4 separate regions of the Rattus norvegicus genome follow, and all the other regions are linked to region 1. The links are chromatin contacts, called in public Hi-C maps. All regions are on one chromosome and are shown on one strand. The core of a region is the stretch at or near the end of the contact, and the rest is flanking DNA. Distances in the headings are between cores, read along the strand shown.

Evidence for each region. A called contact is a pair of places that touch in the nucleus more often than the background predicts.
Region 2: a contact with region 1 is called in a Hi-C map of liver, with 5 times the contacts expected there. The contact joins two enhancer-like sites. A contact is called at or near these places in 4 of 12 Hi-C or Micro-C datasets (Schwann cells, frontal cortex and liver).
Region 3: a Hi-C map of liver shows a contact between it and region 1, with 4 times the contacts expected there. The contact joins the promoter of Ets1 here to the enhancer-like site in region 1. A contact is called at or near these places in 6 of 12 Hi-C or Micro-C datasets (the A7r5 cell line, hepatocytes, kidney and 3 more) and 1 of 1 datasets of contacts at active chromatin or transcription factors (oligodendrocytes).
Region 4: a Hi-C map of liver shows a contact between it and region 1, with 4 times the contacts expected there. The contact joins two enhancer-like sites. A contact is called at or near these places in 2 of 12 Hi-C or Micro-C datasets (kidney and liver).

Annotation. Positions count from the first base shown.
Region 1 is chr8:39,590,619-39,595,474 of GRCr8, reverse strand. No RefSeq gene overlaps it. Among named protein-coding and RNA genes, the nearest start is that of Ets1, 230 kb to the right of the region's middle. Within about 2 kb of position 2,589, at least 29 of the 93 cell types and tissues checked have an H3K27ac peak or open chromatin away from gene starts, as enhancers often do. A contact at or near this core is called in the A7r5 cell line and liver, where this site is marked.
Region 2 is chr8:39,413,389-39,418,386 of GRCr8, reverse strand. All of the region lies in intron 6 of Ets1 (ETS proto-oncogene 1, transcription factor), which reads right to left. Among named protein-coding and RNA genes, the nearest start is that of Ets1, 52 kb to the right of the region's middle. Within about 2 kb of position 3,391, at least 6 of the 93 cell types and tissues checked have an H3K27ac peak or open chromatin away from gene starts, as enhancers often do. A contact at or near this core is called in liver, where this site is marked.
Region 3 is chr8:39,360,616-39,364,989 of GRCr8, reverse strand. It overlaps Ets1 (ETS proto-oncogene 1, transcription factor), which reads right to left and starts at 1,563. Exons shown (of 8, transcript NM_012555.2): 1 at 1,203-1,563. The coding sequence starts at 1,284.
Region 4 is chr8:39,395,212-39,400,150 of GRCr8, reverse strand. Ets1 (ETS proto-oncogene 1, transcription factor) reads right to left here. Exons shown (of 8, transcript NM_012555.2): 2 at 3,785-3,904; 3 at 2,109-2,309. Among named protein-coding and RNA genes, the nearest start is that of Ets1, 34 kb to the right of the region's middle. Within about 2 kb of position 1,565, at least 9 of the 93 cell types and tissues checked have an H3K27ac peak or open chromatin away from gene starts, as enhancers often do. A contact at or near this core is called in liver, where this site is marked.

The DNA.
Region 1 (4,856 bases), core at 1,340-3,839:
CAGGAATCCTGCCCCTCACCCAGGCAGCACAGTGGAGCTGGCCCTGGTGCAGGGATGTTGGTGGCCTGGACCAGAGGGCAGGAGTATGTTAGTATGGCACTGGTCTGCCACGGGGTGGCACTGGCTCAGAGATAATGCCCCAATCACCAGCTTCAGCAATCTAGAAAGCTGGCCCTAGTGAAAGGGTGTTGATGAGCTGACTCCAAGCGGGAAAGCATGGGAAAGTTGGTCCTCCCACTCATCAGACGTGAAGTGGTGTGTGTGTGTGTGTGTGTGTGTGTGTGTGTGTGTGTGTGTGTGTGTGTGTTGGTTGGGGGAATGCCCTCAAACCCATTGCTTCTCCCTTCCCTAGGTAGTCAAGAGAGCTGGCCCTACCTACCTCCTGCTGTGGATGACTTTGGATGGTCTACCTGGAGTGGTGCTGGAGAACTCACCCTGGAGATGTGCATATGGGAGAGTTAAGACAGGCTGACCAGCTCAGCTACCTCCTAGGCCCAGACACAAGGCTCGACACTGGCTCTATATCATCTGCAAATGACTGGGATGCATGAAATGGCCAGTCCTGCTGATCCAAAGCTACAGCCTCTCCAAGACACAAGGCAACAACATGATAACTGGGTAGAGCCCCGATGAGGATCCAATATTGATGGTGTCACCGAAACCAGAAGTCTCAAGCCCGACCAATGACTCGTTGAAATGAACGTTTGCAAATGAAGACGCGTGGACAGAGGGATACAGTGTGGGACACACTGACATGAATACAGCTTCCATGATGATGTGTTTGTTTGTTTTTTTATTTGGGGGAAGGTTACAGGGTGAAAGGTGGGGTTATGAGGGGACAGGAGATGAGCAGAACTGGGGTGCATGATGGGAAACTCACAAAGAACCGATGACAACTTTTTTTAAAAAAGACAGAAAAGAAAGAAAAAAAAACAATTCAGTTCCTTGCCATTTCAGCTCAATAATTTTGTCTCCTCCTCAACTAATGCCCTGCCCTGCCCTCACCTATGAGAGCCTCCTGTATATTGAACAAGGAAGGCATTTGCCACCAATACTGCAACCTGACATCTAGAGTCTTAAAGCCTCACAGGCTTTCTTCACACTTAAAACGATCTTCAAAACCACTGTTCAGGGTCTTCAATCGAACACAGCATGCACTTGTTTTTTGTTTGTTTGTTTGTTTGTTTGTTTGTTCTGTTTTTCTTGGGTCTGGAGACTGAGCATGGATCCTGAATATGTAAGACAGGCACTTTATACACTGCGCCATCTTCTGAGCCCAACACCCATGCCTTTGTTTTCCATGGTAGCAAAGGCAAAGAAACCGATACATTCTGGAAAATCTACCTTAGTGGATTAAATCATCGTTTGATGTTTACAGGCTCAGTGTGAGTATGTTAAGGGTGGTGGGAGCATTCCAGTCTGCCCACCAGGGGCTGCTAGACATCAGATAAGTTCTAAAGAGAATGATGTGAAAATGGTAAATGGGAGCTGAGAGAAAGGCAGTCAAAGAAGAGGCTGTTGCCCTGGAAAGGCAAGTAGCCCTTCAGCAAAAGAACTCATAATGAACCATTGTGAGCTTAGCTGCAGTGTTTGTGAATGGAATGCTTTCTGTTGAATGAATGGCTGCTGTTCTATAATTCACAAAGTCTGACTCAAAACAGGCCGGGAGGTACGAGCATGTCTTAAGTGTGCACTGCACACGTTTCCCGTCCTGTCACCCACAGTCACTTGGGTTTACTCTGTAGCTCAGACGTTAGTAAGCCACAGCCAGGTTATAGGAGAAATCCAGCCATCTATAACCTAACCAGATAATTGTCTGCCACCTCTTTTCCACGCTGATAAACGTTCCAACTGGAGGACTGAGCTCTCCTGGCCAATGAAGATTCCTTCAATTAGAGCTTCCTTTCCATCGGGAAATCGCACGGCACTCAGTTTTAGAATCCTCACATTCAGAGACCTAGAAAAGTTCATTTAGTTTTTTCTTCTGTTTCCTTCGTGAAGAAGGCTCATCAAATTCATAGGGAAATACGATAAAACAACCAATGATTCCAACTTTCAAAGACAGACACACTGCTTTGTGCTTCTAGTCCTATGTGCCTGTGTCCCTTACATTTATGAAGTCTCATGCTGCCTTGCCACTGCACCCACAAGCCCCTCCTCTTAATCTGTCCTCTCCAAAAGCAGCAGTACGGCTGACCCTAATTCTGTGACGAGGTGCACAGTACACAGTGTTCCCTAACAGCGCGCATGCAGATTCTCTTCAGGGAATAGACTTTATGTAAACAGAGATATCCAGAAGTTACATTATAGCCTCATTCTTGAGATAAACTTCTGCTTAATCACTGATCCTTCCAGGAATAAGAAAAAAGATGCAAATAAATCGCTCTGCTATTCGTAAATTTAATATTTAATCTTCATTTTCTTCTCGTGCTGGGAAGTCTGTCACAAAAGAGAGAATGGAGAGCAGAGGAGGAACTAGGAACAAAACAAAGAAAAATACTTTGTGTCCCAGTTCCCCACAAGTCTCCTAAGCCTGGCTTTAGACTTGTCTTCCTAATCGAGACGCTAGAGGGAGTCAAACCCAGGAATCTGCAGACGATCCCCCAGCTGAACAGCAAGGGCTGCTGTTACACCTTTCTCTTTAAACAACTGCTCCTTAGCTTGCTTGGCCCAGAAAAACGCCCAATCTGGAGTGCCGTGCCTTTCTTACTCTGAGGTTACTATTTCTAAAAATAGTTTTCTGAAAAATCTCTCTAGTGGGCTGGGAAGCACGCAAGTAGAGTGTGGGGTCCGGAAGTGCACGGTTCTGCTTCAGCAGAACCCTGCAGGCTGGGGGTAGGACAAGAACTGTAGCCAAGAGCACCAAAAGGGGTCGTGCCCTAGATTGAGAGTGTGCCTTTGGGGTTCAAACAGGCTATTCTCACTGGCCCTTGAGGAAGCAAAATGTTGGCTGTGAGCTTGGAGCCCCGAGGTGAACGCCATGCAGCTCCTAGACCTGACTTCCCCACCACACACAAACCACACAGAGCACAATGGTGCTGCACAGGACCCCGGTGAGTGTCACCTCTAAATGATACAGTGGCACATGAAGGAGGTTTTTACGCACCTCTGCTGGTCTTCCAACCACTCAGTGTTTCGAGAGTGGCATGGGCGTTAGAGAGAATTCCAGATACGGTCCAAGATGGGAGGAGACAAAGCCAGGTTGGGGATTCCACCCATTTTCTCTCTTCTGGTTTTGTCTCTGGTCACATTTCCAATTCCTAGGAGAATAGTACCACTAAGTTTGGAGCCCTTTTGGTTTTGTTTGGATTTGCCCTAAAAATCCCCCAAAGGCCAAAAGTAGAGAACTCCTCTAGTGTTCTGGCCCTTTGGGGTGTGTATGGGGTGGGGAATACTTTGGGCATTCTTATTTTGGATGTCTCCAAACCGTACAAAGCAGAGACCCAGCCTTGCCTCCCGTTTTCTTCTGTTACCAGATTTGGCGGATGTTAAAGAGTTAAATTTAGCGTCCTTCAATGTCTTGAGGAGGCCTCTAGGAGCATGTGTGTGTCAGGCTTCAGCATTTAAGTCTTGGGTACACAGCGGTCACACAAAGCTGAAGGAGTTCAACTACCTGCCTGAAACAGACTCCAGGTCAGGCCCAGAGCTATTCCAGTCTCCAGCCATCCTCCCAAGAAAGACACTACAGGACAGGGCTGGTCTATTTCCCCGATGAATTCATGAGAGACTTTCTTTGGTCTGTAAAGGTTCTGGGAAAGTCCACTGTCTGAACTTTCAGAATTCTTGCTAAAGTGAATGCATCCCGACCGAGCCTTTCTGATAGGAATATCAGTCTTGACATTATAAAACTGCTGAGGTTCGATACCAGCTCAGTTCATATGTAACTGACTGCAAACCAAGGATCAAACTTCTCCAATCACAATCACCACCACCACCACCACCACCACCACCACCACCACCACCACCACCACCACCATCAAACAAGACTTTCGGGGGAAATAATCTGCTAGGTTTTTTTTTCTGGTTTAAAAGTTCCATGATTTCTGTCTCTTTCTAGAAAAAAAATGTGAAATGTTCTATCTGCTGGCCTAAAAGTCAAAAGAGAGAAGCCTAAGTTATATGCAGACAAGCCTGGGGTGCCTAGCTGTACCGTGTAGGAGGAAGACACTTTAGAAGGAAACACATTTCATTTTTTCTGCCTGATATGGTTATCTCTAAGGCTGGCACCCATGCAAACAAGATGAGGGTGCAGAGGAAGGGGAGGGGGGGACACGTTTCCAAATGTCAAATGTTGAGCGAGGGCTTTGAGCTCTGACAATTGAGGCTTCCGGTAACTTTGGTCTCCACCTTTGTGGAGAGAGAGAGAGACAAGGAGGGGTAAGAAGGAGAAAGTTGAACATGTTCCTAACAATGAGACAATTATCATGTAGGTCTGAGGCAAAGATCAGGCCCATGATACCTGACTTACTTGCAAGTAATCTGGGACTCTCCCCTTACTATGTCTTTAAGAAAATCCCTGGTTAGAACTCTGAAGTGAACCTGAACTTTAGACCATGTGATTCTCCCGTGTGGCTCTTACATAAAGTTGGCACACCTAACGGGAATTCTGCCAACACAGGATGAGAGCATTTGGAAGCTTCTATCTTCAGGGACCGTATACCTGTTTGAAGGACGTAAGACACCTGAAGGAAATAACAATATGATTTGATTATTTAAAAAAAAAGATGTAGGGTAAATGGTTCATGCAGGCCATGGCAAAATTGTATGAAGGTCAATCGATAGAAAATGCATCTGTAAACTATGGTGTAGGAAGGATCATCACTGGGGTAGAAATGAATGTTAAGTTCATGAGTTTA
Region 2 (4,998 bases), core at 2,142-4,641, 180 kb after region 1:
TCCATGTCCACGCCCCAGACTCATGAATGAGACTTGCAGTCCCAGTTACTGGTCTCCTGAGGCCATTTCTCAACTGCTTAGCATAGACCTGGTTCACACCCCCGGGGCTCCAGACTCCTTCCTTTGCCCTTGCTCCAACATGCTCTGAAATTTCAAAGCTTCTTCAATTCTCCATCCTTGGTCCTGCCCCCATCCACCTACCCAAATGGATTGTGGTTCCAGTGAACCTCTGTCGCCCAGAGCAGAAGCTGGTACTAAGAATAGCGCCAGTCATGGGAAAGGGGAGCTCACATGTTAAATGTGACTCACAATGGCAGGCCTGTCTGGGGCCCCAAGGCAGTCAACGGTGCCCTTCACCATGCTGCCCCTCGGTGTCACACATCAGGAATCCAGTCGCATCATTGGGAAACTATGTTGCTCCAGTGGAGCTCAGAGCCACAACAACAGAAGGGTCCCTGTTAGAAGGAGGTCTTCCAAGGCGGGGCATGAAGGAGCATAGGACACACACCCACAAGCCCAGCTCCCATCTTGCTCCCATCTCCTGAGTAAACTTCATACCCTTCTGTTCTTCTCAGCCACCCCAGCGAGGGAATTTCCTGACAGCTTTTCCTTCTCAACCTCAAGATGAGAGGAAAATTCTTATACAGTGCTGGCAGTCCTAGCTTGCAAAGCACAACCCAGACTTGAAAGAAGTGCATGGAGCAGCCTGGGCCAAGAGACAACACCAAAACCACTGCCCTCCAGGGGACCCTAGAGAGGCCACAAATCAGAGGCAGCCTCACATAAATCCCTGCTCATCCGGGTCATATTTTATGTTCCTTGTCTTTACCTAGAAATTGCAAGACTTCACGTCTATGTCAATGACTGAATATTGGCATCTCCTGTGTTCTGGTCACCGACTCTGAGGCTAAAAGTTGAAGTAAGCTAGGAATAAACCTTATTAAAGTGTGTGTGGGCACGTGCATGAATGTCTGTCTTGATTGGTTATGGCTTTCTGGTTGTTTTTGGTTGTTGGTGTTTACAGAATTGAGTAGGCAAGTTTTCTAAGACCGAGCCATGCCCTCAACTATGAATTACCTATTCACATAAGCATGCATGTATTTTGAGACAGACTCTCAGTACAGTTGCCCAGGTTGGCCTTGAACTTGTAAATCTCCTGCCTCAACACCCTGAGTAGTTGAGATTAGAGGCTTGTGCTAGCAAGACCAACTATGGCAACCCAACAGTGTCACCATCATCGTGTGTGTGTGTGTGTGTGTGTGTGTGTGTGTGTGTGTGTGTGTGTGTGTTTTCCAGACTTGCAGAATACCTGCCCATGTCTGTGATCTCAAAGCTGGCATGCAGCAGAGTATTAAACATCATGCTCTTCTACCCCATCTGCATTTACACTTCAAACACAGTTTACATCTTTCACCCAGGCCCTGGTAAGAGGCTAACACAAGACATGAGTTCATACAGATGGAGTCACCATTAGACAGCTGTTGTCCTGGCAGACTGTTCATATTTTCACTATGGCTTCTTTCTAAACTACCCCTCTAGAAACCTCTCTGGGGGTGTGGGGGGTGTGGAGGGGGTAGCATATGCAGAGGAAAGGAGATGACCTCAGGTGTCTGAGAGAAGCCACCCACCTGTGCACTGGCTGGCCAGAGAGCTCCAGGAGTCTTCCCGTCCTTTCCCTCCCAGGACTGAGTTTTCAGAAGTTCACCAACATGCCATGCTTTTTAGGTAGGTGCAGAGATCTGAGGACCAAACTCCATTCCCCATATTTGGGACGCAAGCACATTGCCAGCTGAGCCATCTGCCCATTCCCCCAGCCACGTTCACTGTGGTTCCTAGCACCAAGACTTGATGGTTTGCTCAAGGCCCATCAGTCTCATGATTGGAATATATGCTTCCCCCGGGAAAGTCTCTGTTCTCATTCCTGAAGCCTAGACAACACCTGATCGGCACACATCTCCCGGCTAACAATTCTAACACTGTGTGTTTTATCAAATGCCTTATCATATCTGTGGTGCCAGGCACGATACCTCAACATTTAATGGATGCGTTTGCCAAAACCATTATCCTCCAGGGCAGGTCGGGGGAGGAAGCATACAGGTTTGAAAGGTGCCAAAAGGCCTCTCTCTATTAAATTATCTTTGGGACCAAAATATGGATGACACCCAGGCTATGCTTCACCAACATGCTCCTCAAATAAAGCAGCCACACCTCTTGTCCTTAGGGGGTTCATGCTGCTCTAAGAAACTGAAGTCCTACAGTTCTACTCTCAAATTCAAATTGAATACCTCAGTGTGGATAGGATGGCGTATTTATTTTAACCTATGAAACTCTCATGGTTGGTCACCCTTGCAACGGGGCTGACTCTGCCCTGAGACACATCTGGCAGGTGGCCCTGAAACAGCGAATAAGCCTGGCTTGCCCCTCCCTTCTAGCCAGGTGTCTCTGCCCACAGCCAACGGTGACAGCAAAAACAGAACACCGGAGTCCGGAAATGACCCGTCTGCTCAGCATAGCCTGCCATTTTATACCCGGGGGAGCACCTGTCTCTGAGATGGGGTAGGTGATTCCCGAGTCTTAGTTCACCCTTCTAAGTCATTTACAAACAACCCCAGAACCTTACTGTTTCCATGAAGTCATGGCGTTGAGGGATAATTAAACAGAAATCACCCAACAGTTTCTGGCTGTGTATCAGACTCAGCCCGAAGCTGCAGCAGGGCCTGTTCGAGGATGATACTGCTCTGTAGCTTGACCCTTAAGGCCTGGAAAGAACTTAGAAAAGAAAGAGCAAAGACCGTCTGATATTCACCTCAGTTCTATGCCTAGAGCTGTCACGTCCTGCTTCTTCTGAGTTAGGGCTTTCTGGTGCCACTATGGTATCCCACCTCACCACTAACATGGCCCAAATATGGTGCGCTCTACAGCCTTCCCACAATGCCTTGGCTTAGTAAGTCCCTGCTACCCTATACTCTATGAATATGGTCCTGTGTGGAAGACTCCAAATCAAGCGTAGTGAATGAAATATAAGCTCTACTAATGAAACTATTAAAGCTATACTTGCTAACCACAGTGGTGGAAAATAATATAGAAACCTACAAAGTCACACACACACACACACACACACACACACACACACACACACACACGAATGCATGCACACATATATACACATAAAGCCTGCATGCATAGATGGTGACCCCTACAGAACTTTGATTTTTAATTTTTTCCTGGTTCAAATTGAAATACAATGCAAGTCAAACTCCCTGGGCTTTGTTTTCCTATTCCTAAAATGGAATAATAATTCTACTTCTCTTTAATTTACAGATATGTCCTAGAGAAACACGGCAGACATAAGCAAGAGCAAGGGAACGTGAAGAATGAATGTCAGAGCCGTGCAGACTGGGAAAAACACTGGAGTCATGCAGAAGAGGCGTTTGTCAAAACAGAATTCTCAAAGAAATGCCTGCGAATTCCCTAGATAAAATTTAGTAACGCTTCCAAGAATGAAATTGACCTTTCATGTGGCAACCTTCAGAAAAGTATAAAGTTGGAGATTTTTAAAAAAAAATTCAATGACATCTATGATAATTTTTAAAATATCTTAACAGAATAACCACTGACGATTCTGTTAAAGTTCAGAATGAGAATGAAACCCATCCTCTAATTAAGAGTGGGTACGCACCGTAAGAGGTAGCAAAGTGAACGACTTTGCAAGTGAACACATTAGGAACCCTCCTGGCTTAGGGAAAATTGGGTCACAGACAGACTTAGATCCTCTTTCCCACATGGTAGGTTTTCTCTAATCATTAATGTTCTGGCCAAGCCCTCCCCACAACCCCGCTACCGTCCCCGGTGTTTGCACAATCGTGGCTCTACATGGTCTATGAGTACTGAGAAGTGGGGTGCTTTGCCTAGCCACCAGGCAAGCTGGCCACTAGGTCAAGTGAGCAGCAAGTGGCCACCCGGGGTGCCCCACCTGGCACTGTGTTTACTGAGACTCGGTGGGCTAGTGTGGCTTGGATTGGAGACGACAGTTACACAGTTTTCATGTGTGAGCAAAGACCTTTGTTTCTGCCGAGGCTCTGCACACCTGCGTGCATTCAAGTGTCCACAAGTGGGGGTGGGTAGCCCCAGGCAGAAGAAGACCGCCCCATTCTCTTAAAGGGGCTGCCTCCATTTATAATGTAAAGTTTAGATGAAGCCTCTTTCCTCTCAGCCCACCATAGATGTGCAGTTCAGCTTAACATGCACAAGAGTTTGCGCTGATGAGTGAGCCTCGAGTCAGGAAGTGGGTTTCTTTACAGCCTTTTCCTCCTGGTGTTTTCTAGGGAACAAACCTTTTAAGAAGTCACCAGAGATAGCTCAGCCGAGGTCAGGGTTAAGGAGTACGAACTGTGTTATAAACCAATGTCCTCTTGTTTTTCCCCAACCTATGTAGATACCTTAAAGGAAACACATTGCTCTGACAGCCAGGCAAGCAGGAGAGAGGATGAGTTGACTGATTAGTAAGAGTATGGACCCAAGACTCCAGACGCTATAAGTAACTCTGGCAGTCCAGCTCTGGGAGGAGTTAGTTTTGGGGGAGAGGGTCCTCTGCATTTTAGGGATGAAAAGCATTGCCGGTCGGGAGGACATATCGTGTGCATCAGTCTGTACTGACTCTGACAGGCACGCAGCCAACAACTAGTTTATGAGCATCTTTCATGTCGGGGATTATAACTAGATTGGGGTGGAACATGAATATTAGCAACAGCATGGGGCTATAGGAAAAAAAAAAAAAAAAACCTTCTTGGTTCACCGTAATGCAAAAAGCTGAAAGTGTCCTGCCTACGCCTTTGAGGAACTGGGGCCAGAGGAGGAGGCTGGAGAGGCCTTCACAAGAAACTGCTCCACTCTGTCTGAATGTCAAACTCCTCCACAGAGCTGTGTCCTGCCACCTCTTAAATACCTCGGGTACAACCCTCCTCTCGGTCTAAACTTTCGAATTCAGTCATCCTAGGA
Region 3 (4,374 bases), core at 314-2,813, 230 kb after region 1:
ATTTCTATCTGTAGCCCTGGGTGCCTGAGACGTCTGCACAGCGCTAGGAGAGACCCCCAGCTCAGCCTGGCTCTGACTGCCACCACACTGTGACAAGCCCAGTTTTTGTACAGAGCAATCCTGCCCTTGAATATCAGGAGAGTCTCTGGAAGGGATGGGACCCAAATGCCTCTATTAACACTTTGAAGTACATCAGAATGTCAACACCTCATCTTGGCTTGTATGTAAAGTATAAAGAACAGGTTAAATATGCAGTTCTTCCTGGCAGAGGCAAGGATCAGGGACAGCAGCAACCCTTACGGCTAATCAGACCCAACAGAGGTCTGTGTCTTTGACAGCTGATTATTTTCCAAAACGTATCCCCTTCTCCCTGTATCTCTCTACATCCTTTCACCTCCCAAGTCACCTTTCCTTGAGACCAGTTTCCTTTCTAAAAGTAGGCACACTCCCTGACGCCCTGCTAGCTTCAGGAATCCTGAAGAGTTGACTCCATCTGTGGAACACTAAAATTCCCTTCTAAGACAAAATTCGATGTCTTTTCTCTCCCTCTCCTCTTCAAATCCTTTAAGCCTGCTAAATGAAACCATGAACCAAAGACACTAAGTCACATCTGGTTGGTGGATGCTTTTCTTCTTCGAGGACCTTTGGTATGGGAAGCCAAACTGAACGGGGAAGGAATCAGACTTTCCCAAAGTTTAAACAGATTCATTTTATTTCTCCTCCCACTACCTCCTCCTCAACCTAGAAAAGAGGGGTGAGACTCTAAGGTTCTTATGACAGGGGAGCTCAGGATACAAGTGCTGGAAGGCCAGGCAGCTAGCCAAATACCCTTTCAGCACTCCACAGGACCCTCCCATCAAGCTCCAGTACTGGGGAGACACAGTTGGGAGGGGCATGGGGGTGACCTGAGAGGCACTGTCAGGCCCCCTTGCTAACATTAAGGAATACTACCAGAAGGTTCTCGCTTATGTGGGAAAATTGAAACACCGGAATTGGGGCACTGGAAATTCTATAAGCTTTTTCCCATTAGTCACAAAAAACGCAGCTGTAAAAATAAATAGACCACCACCACCACCCCCAAAAAACCCAAGGGTCTCAGGCCACCAACAGTCTCCTGGTCTAGACATCCCGGGCTCCTGAGAGAGCAGCGCAGGCCAGAGGGGACACGGAGCTGGGGTGGGGGCCTCACTGTCGCCACTCACCCGGGGATGGGAAAAGCTCCAAATCCACTTTTTCTGTCTTGATGATGGTGAGAGTCGGCTTGAGATCGACGGCCGCCTTCATGGTGCCGGAGTTGAGGGGGCCGGCGGGATGAGAGCAAGTTTGCTGTAACTGTTGTTTTGCTTTTTAATAGGGATTTTGAACTCAGGGGAAGGGGACAGAGCGCAGCCCTAAAATCTCAAATTCCCGCTGATCGCCCGGCAGAAAGGTGCGCGCCCAGCCAGTCGGCGCGAAGTTGGCACTTGGCGGAGCAGAGAGCGCGCTTGGGTCCCAGCCTCGCCCGCGCCTCGCCCGCTCGCTCCTCTGTCCCGGGCGCTCGCTCACTCTCTCGGCTGGCCGGCGCTGGCGCAGTGAGGCTCGCCTCCGCTTTAGGGCGTTCCTCACCGAGCCCAGGCCCAGGATCCCAGCGCCTGCCCTGCCCACTCGACCGGGCGGCGGGGATGGGGCGGCGGGGCGGGGCCTAGCGCCTGCAGCCAATCATCACCCGCGTTCCAAAAGCGAAAGGAAGGGCGGGCGAGCCTGGCGGGGCGGCGCCGCTCCAGCTACTCTGCGCGCGCCGGGCCAGAGCCTCGGCCCACCGCTCCGGAGAATGGCTGGCGAGCGGGTCGCTGGCGTGCAGAGTCTCGGGAAAGTCCGTCTGATTCTGCACGCATTCTTAGAGGCTTGGTCACCCGCTGCGGCCCCGCTCCAGTAGCAGCATAGTTTTCCAAGTGCGTGTACATCATTCATTCACAAAGCTTGACACACAGGACATGAGGCGTGGGTGCGCAACGAGGGGCGCGTGCGGGGGGGCTTCCACAGCGGGGGGGGTCCTGCGAGGATTCCAGCCTAGACGTGACTCAGAATCCCACCCGTGGAATGGATGGGCAAGGCAAGGACAGCATTGCTGAACAGAAACCTCAATCGGCTTCACTAGCTCAGAACCATGCCTATTGAAGATCCCAAAGACTCAAAGTTCCAAAGCTCCTGGATTAGCCAAGGGAATCCAGAACTTGTAACTGTGTTTTAATTATTCTGTTTATATATATATATATATATATATATATATATATATATATATATATATATATATCAAGATGAGTGAGAATAACCGATAGATAATTTGCCGCTGATAGCCATTATACATCGAGATAGTTGGTATAAATGAACAAATCTTCCAAGGCATGGTACCGTAAGTGTAGCTGAAGCCAGCAAGGTATTGACATCTACCTTTGAATAAAAGACAACGTAATAAATCGTCCTGAGAGACCTCAGGGAAAGCTATTCTTAGTACTGTTTCCTGATTTCTAAGCATGTGTTGAACTGCTACCACTTGCCTGCAACTGTAACTTCTGCTCCAGTAAACTTATTCACACCTGCTGACTTTTAGCTAAGCATGTTTTGCCCCTTGGAGCCTTAGCAGTGTACGGGATTCCCAAAACAAATCAGGCGGGTGGGGTGGGGACAGCAATAGAGTGTCAATCTCTGGGTCTTGGTCACATCTCCCATCTCCACCCTTCTTGGGTGACCAGAGGAAAATATGTGTATGTGATAATCCTTGTTTTGTTTTGGTTTGGTTTTTTGAAAGAACAGACTGTTGCTGTCCAGCTGTGTTTCTGCAAGGTATGAGAAAACAATGCTGACCTCCAAATGACAAGAACAGACACTTCAGAGCCTGGGAAAAGCTTAAGGAACCAGCTGATGAATGAACTGTACGTTCACACGCCCAAATAAGCAGCAAGGAAAAGAATTTTGGACTATCATGTCTGTAGAATTGGACAAACTAAACAGTCTCTTTGGGGAATTTTCATTTTGATGTTGTAGTCTCATGAAAACGCTGGAGAGTTTTCAACTGTTTGCAAAAGCGGTTTCCTCAGATTTCCTCCTCCCTCACCCCCCTCCCCTCGGCCTCTTTCTCCACTAAACTAGTGCTTAGTTCCACGACCATTGACATGCAAGCATGTGGGACACTAAAAGAAGCCCACCACAATCCAGCATTTTCTACCCTGGCAGCAATGAGTGAACGTGTTCATTGTCATGCTTCCACGATGACCATCAAATGTTGGTCTTCCTGTTCCTAACCGTGTCCTGGAGTGCAGAAGCTCAAAATGTTCTAATGTCCAAATCAGAGGATGTGATTGGGACAATTCTGATGGCAAATATTCGAAACACCTGAGGTCCCATGTGTGCAGCAGGATCTGGTTGAAACTCCCCGTAGGATGAGAAGCACTAAGAGAGATCCGATTAAGATATGTATACATTTTGAGGACACCAATCCTCCGATCAGGACTGTCTGTCGCTCACTTAGTTAATGTTTGACAAGTAGAATTTGCATTCTCTTTATAACACAAGTGGACTTCCCCCAGGCATTCTTGCAGAGTTTAAAAACCGTTACTACGTTTTTTACCTATACATTTGACAAGTGGATTTTGCATTCACTTTAAAAACACAAGTGGATTTCCCCAGACATTCTTGCAGAGTTTAAAAACGTTACTATGTTTTTTTAACCTATCAAAAAAGATTATATGCTTTGCCCCAAGCACAGGGCATTCCAGACGTGCAATAACTATTTGTTGAGTGAAGCACTATCAGCTTACTGGTTGCTCTGGGCTTCTACTGGTATATAGCCTGTAAGGGACAGTGACCTAAGAGGTGTCAGTAACTCTGCAGTGAGAGCCGCCCTTTGTGTATCTGTGGTCCCCTTTGTTCCTTATGGTAAACTAGAACTCCTGTCCCCACCACTTCCTTTCATAGATGGTTCACCACCTTACCTACCAGCCAGAAAGTTTTGCCTTTCATATACCTGAGCACACCATTTCAAGATTGACAGTTTTTAAGGCGCTTGGCAGTGGGGGCGGGGAGGGAGAGAGTTTGCTTTCAACTGGGAGAAAACAGATTTGTATCTTTTTAGTAGTCCTTAGGCTCTAGTTAATTATATCTGATCATGGGTTGGGAGACCTTGCAGAACACGGATCTCGAGTCCCGAAAGGCACGAATGGCATCAGGACAAGAACCACCTTCATACAGGGATTTCCTTCACCACCAGGAACACATTACAAAAAATAATAATCTCCCTTTGTTCTTCCCTCAGTCCTGCTCGGAACTCATCAAGTGTATAAAACTACACATAATTTCAGAGGATCATGGAAGACCCAAGCGTCCTCTTCAGAAATT
Region 4 (4,939 bases), core at 316-2,815, 190 kb after region 1:
GACAAGAAGCAGGACACTGGTAAGGTGACTCCGCTCAGTGAACCGTGAGAAGCAACACAGCCAAACTGCCTCGATGCCAACTTCCTTGCGACTCAGAAAGAAATAAAGAGAAAGTGTAGCGGGGAGCAGAACTGTCATGGTGGGCTCAGAGTACTCTGGCTACCCTAGAATCAAATGCCTGAGCTGCTGACTGCATTGCTTTGCAAAGATCAATTGTAAAGGGAGACTGCTGATACAGTTTTTCCTCAGGTATCTGCTAGCCTGCCGAGAGCAAAGGCTGATGGGAAAACAAGTTTATGCCTGTACTCAAAAAGAGGAAAAAAAAAGTTCCCAGTTGAGATAAAATGATTAAACTCTGCTTGAGTGGCTTATCAGATTAAAACATCCCCTGCACCTTTGGCCTACAGCTCCACCCCGAGCAGCTATGTTCTCTGGCTGCCATGCTGCTCAAGTGAGATCACAGAAAGGACGCTGTTCTGCCTACAAGCATCCTGATCATCCACTCAGAAAGGTGAATCCCCAGAAAGACAGTCTTACTGCCTCAAGCGATGGGACACCGGCTGGGGTGACAGAATTGCCTCCTCACACGGACTCAATTACACTGTACTGCACTTCAGTTCCCTGACGGTACTCCCCTGCATAGAAGCAGTCCACAGTCTAATCCTGTCTTAGTAGCAGTTCCCTGTGAACGCACATTAGCACAGCAAGAACACTGGGTGGGAAGTGAAATTAAAACAGACTTAGAAGTAAAGTTTAACGTGTTGATCACTAATTGAGGGTAATTCCGAGAAAGAAAATCTATTTGGCAGCCCTTCAGAATCAAGGATATGAATGGACCATGGCCAGTGACAGACTGAGAGTACCCCCAGCTCCTGGTACACCCACTGTGGGAATTCATTCTGAGTTCAGAGAAGCATTGTATTGACAGACTATGTTTGGTTTCATGGTCTGGTGCAACCTGCTGTTGTGTTCAGAAGGCAGCACCAAGCCAGCGCTTTGAGGAGTCTACCACATCTTTCTTTTCCTCTTACGAGCAGGTCACTCAAGTCAGTGCCTAGTGGGGTCAGCACCAGTACAGTTCCTAGAGCTGTTGTCCTGTCCTGAGTAGCAGCACCCAGAGAGACCCACCAAGTCCTTAAATGTGTTCATCCGCTGATCATTTTCAATGAGAAGCTGAGGCAAAGGAACGCACATCACATTCACGTGCCCAGAGGAATGGGACCTGGGTCTCTCCTCAGTCCTGAGACTGAGGCATACTCTTAAACAAAGGAAGGTCTTACGAGGAATGAGCTCTGTGCCCTACCCCCAGTGACTGTGCCTAGAGCTTGAGGCTGGTGACCACAGGGAAAGGGTGGGCCTGGTTACAGAGGGCAGCAGGCTTCTAGGCTTACAGTCAGCTGTAGGGCACTGCTGACTGCTGGTAACTGCAATTTATTTTAAGAAGAAATTTAGACAAATAAGCACAGAAACACCCAAGTTTGCCACCCGCTGCTGTTGCTATACTCAGCCGGTGCTACGGGACATGAGTCACTTGGTCCAAAAAGGTTAGAAGAGGCCAGTAGAGGAGGCTGTGTCATTAAAAGGTTGCAACACCACGTCCTGATATAACCCTAGCTTTGGCTCGGAGTGTAAAAGGTGTTCTACACCGCCATAATGCCAAACCAGCAACTGGCAGAGACATTTGTCGTGCTAATGAGCATGGAAAAGCTGTATTCTCCTGTTACCAGAGGATACGTCATAGATCAAGGGAGTATATGTTAAAGTTTCTGGAGTAGATAAAAACACCTGTTTCTTAAATCCAGATTTATTTAAGTCCAGGCACTGTTTATTCAAATAATGTATGGGTCTACAAAAATAACATGGAGTGTATACAGGAATCTAAAGTACAGTCTTGCTTAAAAATTAAAATATGAACTCCTAAGGCATAGAGGAGCCAGCATGTACTGAGCTCTTGCTTTGCACCAAACACATCCCCACAGACCATCTATGCCATGGCTGAACACCTACAGGCAAAAGCAAGAACATCCCACCATCCGGCCAGCTCTTCTCCTACTTTTAGAGAAATGCCCCCCTCCACTTCCCTACCCCATTGTTTCCACACATTTTACCTTTCTGCAGGATCTCTAGATGCTCCCACAGGATATCCCCCACAAAGTCTGGAGCCAGCTCGAGGAAGCATTCTTTACCCAGGGCACACAGTGCTGCTCCATTCATACAGAACTTCTGGAAGTCCACACCCTTCAGGCTGAACTCATTCACAGCCCACATCACCCAATCCCGGACATGGGTTTCTGTCCACTGCCGGGGGTCTGAGAAGAGAGAGGCCAAGTGAGGATACAGTGGGTCAGGCTGAGGGAAGGCAGGAAGAGATGGGACAGGGCTGAGGACGCTAGTGACTCTCACACCCAGGGAGCAGCATCTTGTCCAGGACCTCTCAGATTTCTTTCCCCATATCTAGCACCCCACTTGCCCTATTTTGTCAGATAGGAGGAGCTAAAGTCAGCCAAGAGTAATTCCCTGCTTTTTTTTTTTAAGACCAAGATTTCCACTGATCTCCTCTCTCACCCTTATCCCATTAAAAAAAAAAATTTAAAGCCCCCAGATAAGGGAATATGCCTTCTTTAAGGGCAATAATAACAGTGTAAAGTGTTTTCCACAAATTCTGCATGCCCCCGTCTGCTCTCAGCTCTGCGACACACTTGAGGATTTTATACTCGATTATTCTTATCTTAGCCACTTAGGTTTTACAATAATCCCAGCAATTAGTAATGACAAGCCATTCGAGTGTCATTATTTGTGACCACAGGCCCAGCTTTGAGTAGCAGTGATATCATGAAATCCTCATACCTGGCCTAAGGTTTGACAGAGCTGTATCTGTCAATGACACCAAAACGGTGCACGTAAGTGATGCCTGGACCAAAAGTAACTGCACAAGGTGCTGGAACACCCAGGGCTCAGAAGTCATTTTGCTCGCCTTCTGGTCCACAAAGGATGCTTGGGGTTGTGGTCCACTCAGGTTTGGAGTAGAGTTGTAAACAGAAGAAGAAGAAAAAATGCAAAGATGTATTCTAAGAATGTAACCAGCTCTTCGGTCTGGCCATGCTGGAAGTCTTTCATTTCCAGTTAGATGAGGTGTTATTTATAGACAGCCTTCCTTCAACTTTCTTAACAACAACATCAACGCAAAATGAAAAGCAAAATAAGGACAAGACACAGCTTGCCTACTCATGACTGCCCAGCAAATGTTCCTAGGGAAAGCTGACAATTCATAGTTCACTTTTTTATGATAACTCCAGACTCCATGGACTCAGTAAACCCTTTTAGATAGGAACGCCCAAAGTGCAAGCACACTTTGCCAAAGCACATGGAAGAGAACAGAGTCTAAATATAAAGCAGCCCAGCTCCCTGGGTTCATCCATGGTCACCCATACTGACTCTAAAGTCAGGTTCTCCAGACTTGCCTACGACCTGGAATTGTTAGAGGAGTTTACAAAATAAAGCTGTCAGTGACCGTTAGGATGACTTGAATTGGTCTGGGGCTTACTCCAGAAGCTCTCAAAGATCCAGAGATGCTGGTGTACAGACAGGTCGGGAGACACTGTCCTAGGACCACTGGCGATGACAAAGGAGTGGAGCATCTGTCCCCATGTCTCGTGGATTTCTGCAACTGCCCATCACAGATTCCACTGTGACTGATCTTACCCAGCCTAGCTACGGGGAGAGCAAATGAAGCTTCCCTAAGCATCCGTCTCGGCGTTCCTTTTTCCTACCATGTAAAGTATACCTTTGGGGATTCCCAGTCGCTGCTGCTCTTTTGTGAAACCACTGAAGGTAGCTTTCAGTGCCTGGGACATCATTTCTTTGCTGCTCGGAGTTAACAGTGGGACATCTGCGCATTCCATATCTGTCAGGGAAAACAAAGCAGCGTATGAAAAACAAAACTCGCACAAAGAAGGGAAGAGTGTGAACAGAGTGTGAAGAGAATGCAAACTGAGAAAGAACTGTGCTCACGTCTTCATCATCATCGCAGCAGGTAAAACTGAAGGGGGTTTCCACAGTACACTAAGCCCCTTTGGAAACAAAAACCAAAAAAGAAAAAAAACAAAAAAACAAAAAAACAAAAAAACAAACAAACAAACAAAAACAACCCTGTGTCTTGCTTACAACACTCTGCATCCTGGTGAGCAAAAATCCTTATTCTTCCTTCTGATTTCCACTACCCTCACCCTTCCCCCACATATCCAACTTATTCACTGAAACCATTTGAGCTATTACTACATAGTCTCGGTTACCTATAAAAAGAAGGACCAATATTCTTCACGCAACCCAGAATTACTTAGTGCCTGTAATGTGAATCGAGGGGAACAGAACAGAAATAGAAAAGACGGTGGATTGTGAACCTTGCGTTCAGTCATTCAAAATCTACAGGCGCAAATGCAATACCAATGGGGCTTCAAAAGAGAAGACGCCAAGAACAGGAACTGCTCTGCAGGAGAGGAAAGCCTTGTCTCTGGGAGAAGGATGGTGAGATCTGATGGACACTCAGAAATTAAGGAAGAAAACTACACTCCATCCTAGCTGTTCCCAGAGTGGCCTGCCCCAAGCCCCACCTGGAAATGATCAGATACAAATTTTCAATTTTCCTGGATGCCTATTGGAACAGAGTGCACGAGCCTGCTTTTCCACACAGAATCCAGTGGTGAGCCCCCAACTTAAGGAACACAATTTCTTGCACAGCATAAATAAAGGTCATGAGATCGGAGGTATGGGAAAGATGAATAGAGAGGATTTTCACCTCCTTGGTTAGGGTTACACCAAGAGTGTTTGTTTGTTTGTTTGTTTCGCTTCTGTTTGTTTGATTTGCTTCTGGTTTTTTTGTTTTTTTTGTTTTTTTTTTTTGTTTTTTTTTTTTTGGTTCTTTTTTTCGGAGCTGGGGACA